Linked DNA regions of Mus musculus: region 1 is linked to region 2. Evidence: chromatin contacts called from public HiChIP or PLAC-seq data. All regions are on one chromosome and are shown on one strand. Each heading gives the region's core, a stretch centred on a gene start, on an enhancer-like site or on the middle of the called end of the contact. The rest is flanking DNA. Distances are from core to core; before and after follow the strand shown. Region 1 overlaps Rnf41 (ring finger protein 41). Region 2 holds the start of Ankrd52 (ankyrin repeat domain 52).

Region 1 (5,385 bases), core at 544-3,043, 62 kb after region 2:
AGCCATCCGCAGTGTCAACCCCAACCTTCAGAACCTGGAGGAGACAATCGAATACAATGAGATCCTCGAGTGAGTGTCACTTGGTGTGGAGTCAGGGGTAGGGGGCAGGGCCAGAGAGAAGAGCAAGAGAGACCCTCACTCCAACCCAGGCTTGTTGTTCACTGGGGTGGATGGCGGGGAGTCCTGGCTGAAGATGGAGTTTGTCCAGAACTACCTGGGGACCACCATGCACCTAGCATGTACTGAGAGCTTAGGGGTACTCAGGAGCAAACGGGGGTAGCTTAGCACGCGGAGGAGAGGGCAGAGTGTACATCCAGGAAAGTCTGTAAAATCCAGCAAGACCAAGCAAGTGAACAAGGGAAGTGTAAGACCACGTAAGACCCTGTCCATTTGGAGGCCTGTGTAGTTGGTAGACCAGACGGTAAGTGTGGAGTGGAGAGGAATAGGCCCGAGGACCACAGTGTAGAAGACATTTCTTCCTTCAGGACAGTCTGGCAGTTGCTGTGTGGTAGGCACCATGCATGCATTGAGACTTGAAAGAATAACAGCCTAGACTCAGGGATTGAGGATGGTGAGTGATGTGATGTGAACAGCAGGCCCAACTAGAGGAGAATTTGGGTTTTCTGGACCAATGCTAGTAAGAAAGTCAGGTGGCCTGCAGAGTGGAGGTCATCTCTGAGGAGAAAAAGCCAAAGCAGAGAAAGGCAGGAGCTGGCGTGACCATCCCAACCCCTCCACAGGTGGGTGAACTCCCTGCAGCCGGCAAGGGTGACCCGCTGGGGGGGCATGATCTCCACTCCTGATGCTGTGCTCCAGGCTGTCATCAAGCGCTCCCTCGTGGAAAGTGGCTGCCCGGCCTCCATCGTCAACGAGCTGATTGAAAATGCCCATGAACGCAGCTGGCCCCAGGGTCTGGCCACACTAGAGACAAGACAGATGAACCGGCGCTACTATGAGAACTACGTGGCCAAGCGCATCCCTGGCAAGCAGGCTGTAGTGGTGATGGCCTGTGAGAACCAGCACATGGGGGACGACATGGTGCAGGAGCCAGGGCTCGTCATGATATTTGCGCATGGTGTGGAGGAGATATAAGAGCGTAACTGGCTGTCAGGAAGAGGTAGAGTTGGAAAACCCATTGCTCCAGCAGCTGAGCCCTGACTTCTCCCACAGCCCTTATGCCGCGGCTTGTACCTGAGCCACGTACTCCCTGCTTCTGGCATGAAGGACTTTGGGGCACTTAGCTCAGCCTTTCAGCGGAGAACCCAGATTCCTGCCTTTTGCTATATTCTTTCCCCCACAATGTCTGTAAATTTTCAGTCAGGGTGGAGAAATCCCCACTTCTGTATTTTCCTGACTAAGATCCCCTGGTTCCCAAATATTTTCAGAAAGCACAAAGAAATTTGTTTTCCCTAGAGGATCAGGGTAGAGTGAGGCATTTCTAATTGTCTATCTCTTCCAAAACCAGGGAGTCCCAGCAGGCAGGAGTCCCAGCAGGCAGGCTTGCTGAAGTCACGCAGCATTGAGAGCTGCTCTGAGGAGCCAGCACCTGGCAGAAGGGCTGAGGGTGTGGCCCAAACCCTCTAACCAGTGAGGCCAAAGCCTGGTCCTCACGCGCATCCCTGTCCAGGCCGCTGTGAAGGTGCAGGCCTTGATGGGTGCGCAGGGTGGCCCCTGTGAGGGTGCACAGGGTGGGTTGTTGAAATGTTGCTGAACTCTTTCCTACACGTTTCATAATTAGGAAGGGAAGGAAGGGGTGGGCGTGAGAGCACTGGTGTTCGTACACTCAGCAGGAAGCTGCTGTCTGGCTCTGCTGATCCAGAACGGCACTGCCTCAAGAGGGTGTCTGTGTTGCCTCGGTGGCCCCTCTTCAGCCCTGTGATTGCAGTTAGCTTGATTTCCTTTGGTGTTGTTTGTTTATATTTCCAAGTCACAAACCCCATCTGTTACCCAGTCTTGTTTTCATAGGATGGACTGGCTGTGTCTCTCTGATCTAGCCCAGCCACATTGTTGGCAATTTAATTTATTTACTTTTTTTTTTTTTAAGAAAGGAGAAAAGAAAAAACATCAAGAAAACTTAAAACCTTTCTTATGCCCTTTCTTTGGCTGTTCCTATTGTGGGATTTGGGTAGGGTGGGGCTGGTAAGGTCTGTTTCATGTGTTTCCTTTTCAGCATGAGCTCTGGTCTGATACCTGCTCTGACCCTCCCCTCCATCACCCTGCAGGAGCTTTGGCTGTGGCAGTCCAGCGTTGATGCCTGTGACCCATGAAGAAATTTGTTCCCTGCCCCTTTAGGTCTCCTTGTGAAACCCTAGAATTAACTGGCTGGCACATGTGTTTTGAAGGTGACTCTTCCATGTTTCCTGAGGAAACTTCCTGTTTATCTGGGTTCTAACCTTCACCAGCCAAGTGGGATATAAATCAGATGTCTCCAAAGCCAGGCTGACTACACTGGCTCAGTCAAGTCCACCCAAGGACTTGGGGTCCATTCAAGGCTCTCTGGGTGGCTGCTGGGTCCCCCATGGTGGCTAGTAGAGTGAGCAAGGAGAAAGAGTGGTGTGATTATTTTAAAAGCGTAGGTGGGAGTGTGATTGGAGAGGTCAGAGGGCCCCCCTTCACCATACTCTAGCTTCTCTCTGGGAGTTCCACTTCAGGCTAGCCTGCTGTTGGTCTCACTGGTTGAGTCGTGTGCCTCCTGTGGGGTTGGGATAGAAGGATATAGCTTGAGGACCGTAAGAAAAAGTTGGGTGTTCCAGCTCCAGGACATTGTGCTCAGGAGTTTGAAAAAGGCTGCTATACTCAGTCGGGTTACTGGGTTTCTTGTTCCTCTTTGTGCCTGCCTGCCTTGCCCAAGCTCACTCTGTCTATTCCTTACTCTGAGATGAATGATGGAGGAGGCTGAAGTTTGCTTGCCCTTTGCACCAGTATCTGCAGCTCTTCCATTGTGCTGTGTGCTGTACATGGTGTTCACTGCACTAATAAATCTCTCACTCAACTCTAAATTCTTAGTCACCCCCCTTATGAAGGATTCTTCCTAGCTTGGTAATGCACCTTCCACTGACCTCTGCCTTGAGAGACCGTCTGTCTGGAAACTGCATACACTTCACACGCTTCACGTTCTGTGCTCTACTGCTCTCGTAAGCCTAACTGCATTCTCTTCAGAGTGTCCCTTTAGCCGGAATTCTGTTTTCCTAAATGTCCTGCATTCGGAGGATGCTACCGAAGACTTTAGCACCTCTTTCCAGCGAGTGGGGAGCTTCTGCCCTCTAGGGGCTCCTGATATTAATGTAGGGAGGAAACCTGAAACAGCTCTCCTGCTGTTCAGACCTTGACAAGGACTTTCCTGGCTAGGGAGATGGCTAGGGAGAGGTAAGAGCTCTAACTGCACGTGAGGATGTGAGTTCAAATTCCCAGCACCTGCATAAAAAGCTGAGCATGGTCAAGAGATAACTCCCTCGTTGTGTGGGGCAGAGGTAGAGGGCTTACTGGAGCTTGCTGGTCCCTATTTGAGCTCCAAGTTCAGTGACTGACAGTGTCTCAAAGAATGAAGCCAGGTATGGTGGAACATGCCTTTAATCCCAGTACTTTGGAGCCAGCAGACAGATCTCAGTGAGGGGCCTGCAAGTTTAAAGGAATATGGCATAGTAATAAAACAGGACACCCAACATCCTCTTCCAAACACCTTGAAAGCATGAGTATGCACAATGCACATACATGTCCACCATGCTCACACATTTTTGCTGAACACTTTTTGTTACTATCTTATTCCTCCTATGAGAAACCATGTGTGTGTGTGTGTGTGTGTGTGCATGTGTGACTTAAGATATTTATGTATATTAATGTTTTGCCTGTATTTCTGTCTGTGTGCCACATGTATGTCTGTTGCCCACAGAGTCTAGAAAAGAGCACTGGGTCTCCTAGAACTGGAGTCACAGAAGGTTGTGAGCCACCATGTCGAGTTTGAAACTAGGTGCTATAGAGCAGCCAGTGCTCTTAACCACTGAGCCAGCTCCCAACTGTATGTTGAATTTGTTGACCTTTATCGTGCACCGAATGTAAATATAATGGAACTCTCCTGACACTTAAGTTGAGGGAAAGGACATTCTTGTCTCTCTGAGTCTTCCCTTTCATGCACAGTCACTGATCGCACAGCGGAAGCCACCTGCTGTGATGCACACTGTAGTTCTGGCACTCTGGGGATTGTTGAGTCAGAGGCCATTTGTTCTGTGTAGTGAGTTCCAGACCAGTCTGGGCTTCGTACTGAAGGCAGGGGGTTGGGGGGAGGGTATGAGAATGATTGGCAGTCACAGTGTGGAGCACTGGGAAGTGAGACACGAGCCTGTCAGAAATGCTGGGGCCCTCCTTTCCCCTTGAATCAGTTTTCTGTTTTTTAATTTTTATGTGTTTAAGTATTTTGCCTGTATATATGTTTGTGTACCACATGCGTACATGCCTGGTGTTGAGCTGGTGTTACAGGCTGTGGTCCAGCGAGTCCAACGACAGCTGTCTACCAGTGGAAATTCCAAGAGTCCAGCTCAGTTCATCCATGTTCATCCATGAGACTGGATGTCTCAGATGGTTTTCAGTGTGTGGTGGGATCCTGAAGGCATAGGCTGTAATGGCAGTGAAGGAATGAACTTGCTGGCAAGAGCAAGCAGGCAAAGAGTGAGAGCTTCCTTTTTCCATATCATTTATATAGGCTACCTCCAGGAGATATGGCCCAGATTAAAGGTGGTTCTTCCCACGTCAAATGATTTAAGAAAAAAATCCCCCACAGGTGTGTCCGGCCTCTAATTCCAGATAGAGTCAAGTTGACAACCAAGACTAAGCATTGTAAGTCAGATCAATACACAATCATGTTTTGCTTAATTTCCAAATGAAAACAATAACCAGCTCATTATTACGCCTAACATGATAGAATTATTTTTCATACAACACATTATAAGTTCTAGGTCTGAAGAGATGGCTTAGCAGTTAAGAGCACTGACTGCTCTTCCAGGGGTCCTGAGTTCAATTCCCAGCAACCACATGGTGACTCACGGCCATCTATAATGGGATCTGATGCCCTCTTCTGGTGTGTCTGAAGAGAACAATGGTGTACTCATATACATTAAACAAACAAACAAACAAACAAGATTCTAGATAAGTGCAGTGTCCCTTGAGGGACATTTCTCATAGAAACTCAAATAGGAGAACCACTGATCTCCTCATTGGTGCTACAGTACATGATAAAGTGAGCATGTGAAATGACACACCTTTAATCCCAATACTTGCAGAGGCAGACAGAGCTTTTTGAGTTTGAAGCCAGTCTGGTCCATGACAGCCAGGGCTACACAGAGAAACCCTTGTCTGGAGAAGCACATTTAAAAAACAAATAGAAAACACCAG
Region 2 (5,101 bases), core at 2,508-5,007:
CTCTTTCTTGCTCTACATAATATTAGAAAGTAACCTCTAGCCCTTCCTCTTCCCATCTGCCCAGAGATTCAGTCTAACTCTCTCCCTGGTTCACCCCACTCCTGAGCCAGGCCTCAGCACATGACTCCAGCTCCACCCCTGACTCTGAATCCTCAGGTTACTAAGAGCTATTTTGAGCACTAGAGGGTGTGTGCTATCTTCCTCTTCTTGGGCCATATCCTAGTTTAGGCCATCACACCCAATGGCCAAGCAAGCATCCATGTGACCCTCAGCTACGTTCAGTTCCTATCTCTTCTCTCCTCCTCTTCTTCTTCCTCCTCCTCCTCCCCCTCCCCCTCCTCCTCTTCCTTGTCTTCGTCCTCAGATATAAAGTGCCAGTTCCTGACGCTGATTTCCTAGTCTCAGAAACCCAACTAACCAACAAACAGTAACAATAAAAACCAACCCTTCTGTGTGAGGCACTTTTATTTGTTTCAATTTGTAATTCTATGGATCAACCCTAAGGTTTCAAACATGCTAGGTGTTGGCGCACGCCTTTAATCCCAGCACTCGGGAGGCAAAGGCAGGTGGATTTCTGAGTTCGAGGCCAGCTTGGTCTACAGAGTGAGTTCCAGGACAGCCAGGGATACACAGAGAAACCCTGTCTTGAAAAAAAGAAAAAAGAAAAGAAAAGAAAAGAAAACCATGCTAGGCAAACACTCTTTCATTAAAAAAAAAAAAAGTTTACATTTATTTATTTAGTTACTTATTGTGGGTACACATCGGCATTCGAATGCACTTCTGTGTGCCATAGCATTCGTGTAGAGATTAAGGGGCTGCGGGCAGAAGTAGGTTCTGCTGTTCTGCTACAAGGGCTTTAGGTAGTAAATTTAGGTCAGCCACATCATTTTAACACTTAGCTATATCCTTGTCCTCAGCCCTCTTTTCTGTTTTATTTTTATTAATTTTTTGTTTGTTTGTTTGTTTGGTTTTTCCAGCCAGGGTTTCTCTGTGTAACCCTGGCTGTCCCAGAATTTACTTTGTAAACCACAGTGTCCTCGAATTCACAGAGATCCTCCTGCTTCTGCTTCTTGAGCCCTGGGTTTAAAGGTCTGCTCCACCAACCGGGCTCTGTTTTATTTTTATTTATGTATATGTGCGTATTTGGGGGGAGTTGGAGGGAGGTGCGGCACCTGAGTGTAGGTGCCTGAGATGGCCAGAAGAGGGCATCAGTTCCCTTGGAATTACAGGCGGTTGTTAGCCACCCACTGCGGAGCCTTGAGTGCTCTTTCTGCATAAGCTCTCCTTCCAGCCCCCTTAGCTCTCTCTCTCTCTCTTTTTTTTTTTTTTTTTTTGGCTTTTTTTTTTTTTTTTTTTTTTTTTTTTTTGGCTTTTTTTGAGACAGGGTTTCTCTGTATAGCCCTGGCTGTCCTGGAACTCACTTTGTAGATCAGGCTGGCCTCGAACTCAGAAATCTGCCTGCCTCTGCCTCCCAAGTGCTGGGATTAAAGGCGTGCGCCACCACGCCCGGCTTCCCTTAGCTCTCATTTGACTTTTTGAGACAGGACCTCACTAAGTTGCCCAGACTGACCCTGAACTCAGTCTACAGCTCAGTCAGAACTTAAACTTGAGCTCCCGTGCCTCAGCCTCCTGAATGGCTGGGATGACAGGTGTATATCTCCACAACCGGTTGGTCCTGCGTGGTGTGAAAGGTGGAGCCTGAACTTTCACGCATGCTGGGATCTAGAACCCTAGCCTCTTTTATTTTTAATTAAAAATAATTTTAAAAACATTTATTTTTATTTCTTGCGTTTGAATATTTCCGTGCATGTGTGTAAGTACACCAAGTGTGCGTAGTGCCTGGAGAGGCCAAAAGGCATTGGATTTCCAAAACCCAGGGGTTACAGATAGTTGTCTGTATTCCTAGCAGGGAACCAACCTCTGGCCCTCTGTATAAACAGCAAGCACTTTTGTTGTTGTTGTTGTTGTTGTTGTTTTGTCTTTTGTTTTTTGTTTTTTGGTTTTCGAGACAGGGTTTCTCTGTATAGCTCTGGCTGTCCTAGAACTCACTTTGTAGACCAGGCTGGCCTCGAACTCAGAAATCCGCCTGCCTCTGCCTCCCAAGTGTTGGGATTAAAGGCGTGTGCCACCACGCCCAGCACAACAAGCACTTTTAACTGCTGAGCTATTTTTCCAACCTCTCTCCCAAATTTATTATTATATATATTTTTTTTTCTTTTTTTTCTAAGTACACTGTAGCTGTCTTCAGACACACCAGAAGAGGTCGTCAGATCTCACTACAGATGGTTGTGAGCCACCATGTGGTTGCTGGAATTTGAACTCAGGACCTTTGGAAGAGCAGTCAGTGTCAGTGCTCTTACCTGCTGAGCCATCTCTCCAGCCCTTATTATTATATATTATTATTGTTGTTGTTGTTGTTGTTTGGCGGTGAGATTTGAGACAGAGTGATTTCTTTTCAATTTAACTTATAAACTACTTTTTTTTTTTTTAAATCTCACGTATGAATGTTTTACCCACCAAAAATTTCTGCAGTTGGAGTTACAATCCGCTATTAGTTGCTAAGTGGCTGCTGGGGATTAAACTTGGGCCCTTTGGAAGAGTGGTCAATGCTCGTTAACTAGCTGAACCACCTGCCCAGGCCCAACACTTTCTTGTTGGCTAATGGATATAGGCAGACCCGGTCCACTGTGGGTAGTACCATCCCTAGTCAGGTGGCCCTAAATTAGATAAGAGATCTGGTTAAGCTTGAGCCTGGGTTCATTCCTCCCTGGGTTCTTCGTTCAAGTTCAAGTCTGAGTTTCTGCCCTAAGTTTTCTCAAAGATGGACTAAACCCTTTCCTTCTTTTAGTTGGTTTGGTCATTGTTATCGTAGCAACACAAAGGAACTGGGGCTCATGATGTAGCCAGGACAGTTCTTGAATACACAATCCTCCTGCTTCAGGTTCCAGAGCGCAGGAATCTTATAAATGATTCACACCTGGCTCTAAAGCATCTTTTATAAATTGTACCCATCTATCAGTCTCCACTTTTCTTTCTCCCTCGGCCAACTGTCCCTGATTGGCTGCCTCTTTTGACCTCTCCAATGGGTGAGGGGGAGTTCCTCTCTACTGCCTTTTTACCGGGAGAAACAGTTACTACCCTAATCTGGCAGGGTAATTATGGAGTTGCTGTTGGGCTTAGAGGCCTTTCTTCAGCTGCCAAGTGTCCAGCTCTTCACGGAGGCTTCCTGAAGCAGGAGTCTTTTGAGATTTTTCTGCAGCTTAGCAATCTTGCTATTTTCTTTCTACCCAGTGGAGACTGGTTCTGGGGCCATCTATAAGTCTCGGGTCGCCACACTCCGAGTTTCCACTATCTCTGGGGTACTTGGGGGTGTGAGTACGGTCGGAGGCGTCCGCTCTACCGGAGCATTGTGGGCTGGGTGAGCTCTCGCCCGCTGTTTGGTCCTGGGCTCGGGAGTCACTGGGGGAGCGAGACCCGACTCCGTGCCATGGGCCTGCGAGAGACCCCTCGGGCCGCCCGACTGCAACGGAGGGCACAGCGCGGTCCGCTGGCGGAGCTGCGGAACCCGCGCGCGGGGTAGGGGGAGCCCGGGCCGCCCTGGCCGTCCTGGCGCGGGGCGAGGGCGCCGAGGCCTGGGCAGCCTGCGCGGACAGCGAGCACCCCGAGGCCCGGCCAAGGCTCGCCGCCAGGGAGCGCTGCGGGCTCCCGCTCGCCCGCCCCCCGGTAGGCGGGGCCGCCCTCTCCCCGCAGCCGCCGCCGCAGCCGCCGCCTGGGCCGCCCCGTGTCCCCGGTGGAGCCGCCGCCGCCGCTGCCGCCGCTGCCGCGAGCTCGATGCGGACGGAGCCTGGGCCGGGCCATGGGGATCCTCAGCATCACGGACCAGGTCAGCCCTCCCACCCTTCCCCACTTCCTCTTCCCAGGCCCCGGCACCGCCGCCACGCGAGCCCGGGGATGTGCGGCCTAGGCTGGGCCCGAGCCCGGGGTTCCCGCGGCTCCCGCCGCGCCCCACGCCGTGCTCCACTCCGTGGAGCGGGTGTCCTTGGGGGCCTGGCGACCGGTGGGGGCACGGCGGGAATCCGCTGCAGCCAGGACCCCTGTAGCGGAGCCCCTCCAGCGACGCCCCCCTCCAACCTGTGTGCTCCCCCACCTCCTGGTAACGCCGTGGCTCGGGCCCGCTCCCTGAAAGCTGGTTCTCCCTGCAGCCGCCCCTGGTCCAGGCCATCTTTAGCCGAGATGTGGAGGAAGTGCGTTCCCTCCTCTCGCAGAAGGAGAACATCAATGTACTGGTGAGTTGGGAGCAGGGAGGATGGCGAGCCGGAATCCGGAGGGGTTCGGGACCCCTCCCCACAAGTGGGGCGGCTCCGTTTCTCCTCTGCTCTGATGAAACTGCAGCTCTTTCTACCCAGAAATGGGAGCCTGCTCCGCATTTAAGGTTGGTCAGGCATGGAGCACCGATCATGGGTTCTGGGGATGCCCAGAAAACCCTGTCCCCTTCTCAACCATCGGGGTCTGCAGCGCCCCCACCCCTCCGGGAAGGAGTAGGTTTCTTGGTCGGTAGCCCTGACTCCACCCTCCCAGGATGCTGGCTTTTGAAGCCCGATATTGGGATTTAAGACCCTGCAGAAGAACCTAGAGGAAGGGAAGGGCTTGGAGTTCTCATACTAGAACTGGCGTTCAGGATAATTTCTCTCTACAGCTGCTTCTCTTTTCTGCCTTTCCAGGACCAAGAGAGGCGAACCCCATTGCATGCTGCTGCCTACGTAGGCGATGTCCCCATCCTCCAGTTGCTACTGATGTCAGGTGAAAGTGGGGAGCTGGGAGGTGCGGCATCTAGGGAGGGGAGAAGTCTTTTTAGATCCGAGGATTGATTGCTGGTGCTTGGTACAAGAATGGCTTTCTGTCCGTTCAGGTTCCCCACTCTGATTATTGGTTTCCTTCCCTCCCCCTCCTCAAATCCCAACAAAATAGCAAATTGTGTCCACACAGGTGCTAACGTCAACGCTAAGGACACACTGTGGCTGACCCCTCTTCATCGTGCCGCTGCCTCCCGAAACGAGGTACAGACCCTACCTCATTTCTCCCTTTCAAAAAGGATGGGCTG

What was found. HiChIP or PLAC-seq counts read pairs in DNA pulled down with a chosen protein or histone mark.
Region 1: a contact with region 2 is called in an H3K4me3 HiChIP or PLAC-seq map of microglia, with 5 times the contacts expected there. The contact joins the enhancer-like site here to the promoter of Ankrd52 in region 2. A contact is called at or near these places in 6 of 39 promoter capture datasets (the HPC-7 cell line, embryonic stem cells, frontonasal cranial neural crest and 3 more), 3 of 15 datasets of contacts at CTCF or cohesin (CD8 T cells, the NIH/3T3 cell line and large pre-B cells), 39 of 484 Hi-C or Micro-C datasets (the AML12 cell line, B cells, CD8 T cells and 20 more), 45 of 115 datasets of contacts at active chromatin or transcription factors (the 230-238 cell line, CD8 T cells, the HPC-7 cell line and 28 more) and 3 of 9 other capture datasets (adipose tissue, liver and pancreatic islet).

The regions. Positions count from the first base shown.
Region 1 is chr10:128,437,343-128,442,727 of GRCm38.p6, forward strand. It overlaps Rnf41 (ring finger protein 41), which reads left to right. Exons shown (of 7, transcript NM_001164237.1): 6 at 1-69; 7 at 741-4,099. The coding sequence ends at 1,092. Among named protein-coding and RNA genes, the nearest start is that of n-TScga2, 19 kb to the right of the region's middle. Within about 2 kb of position 1,794, at least 47 of the 459 cell types and tissues checked have an H3K27ac peak or open chromatin away from gene starts, as enhancers often do. A contact at or near this core is called in B cells, CD8 T cells, the HPC-7 cell line and 9 more, where this site is marked.
Region 2 is chr10:128,373,367-128,378,467 of GRCm38.p6, forward strand. It overlaps Ankrd52 (ankyrin repeat domain 52), which reads left to right and starts at 3,758. Exons shown (of 28, transcript NM_172790.2): 1 at 3,758-3,883; 2 at 4,203-4,286; 3 at 4,722-4,800; 4 at 4,987-5,057. The coding sequence starts at 3,857.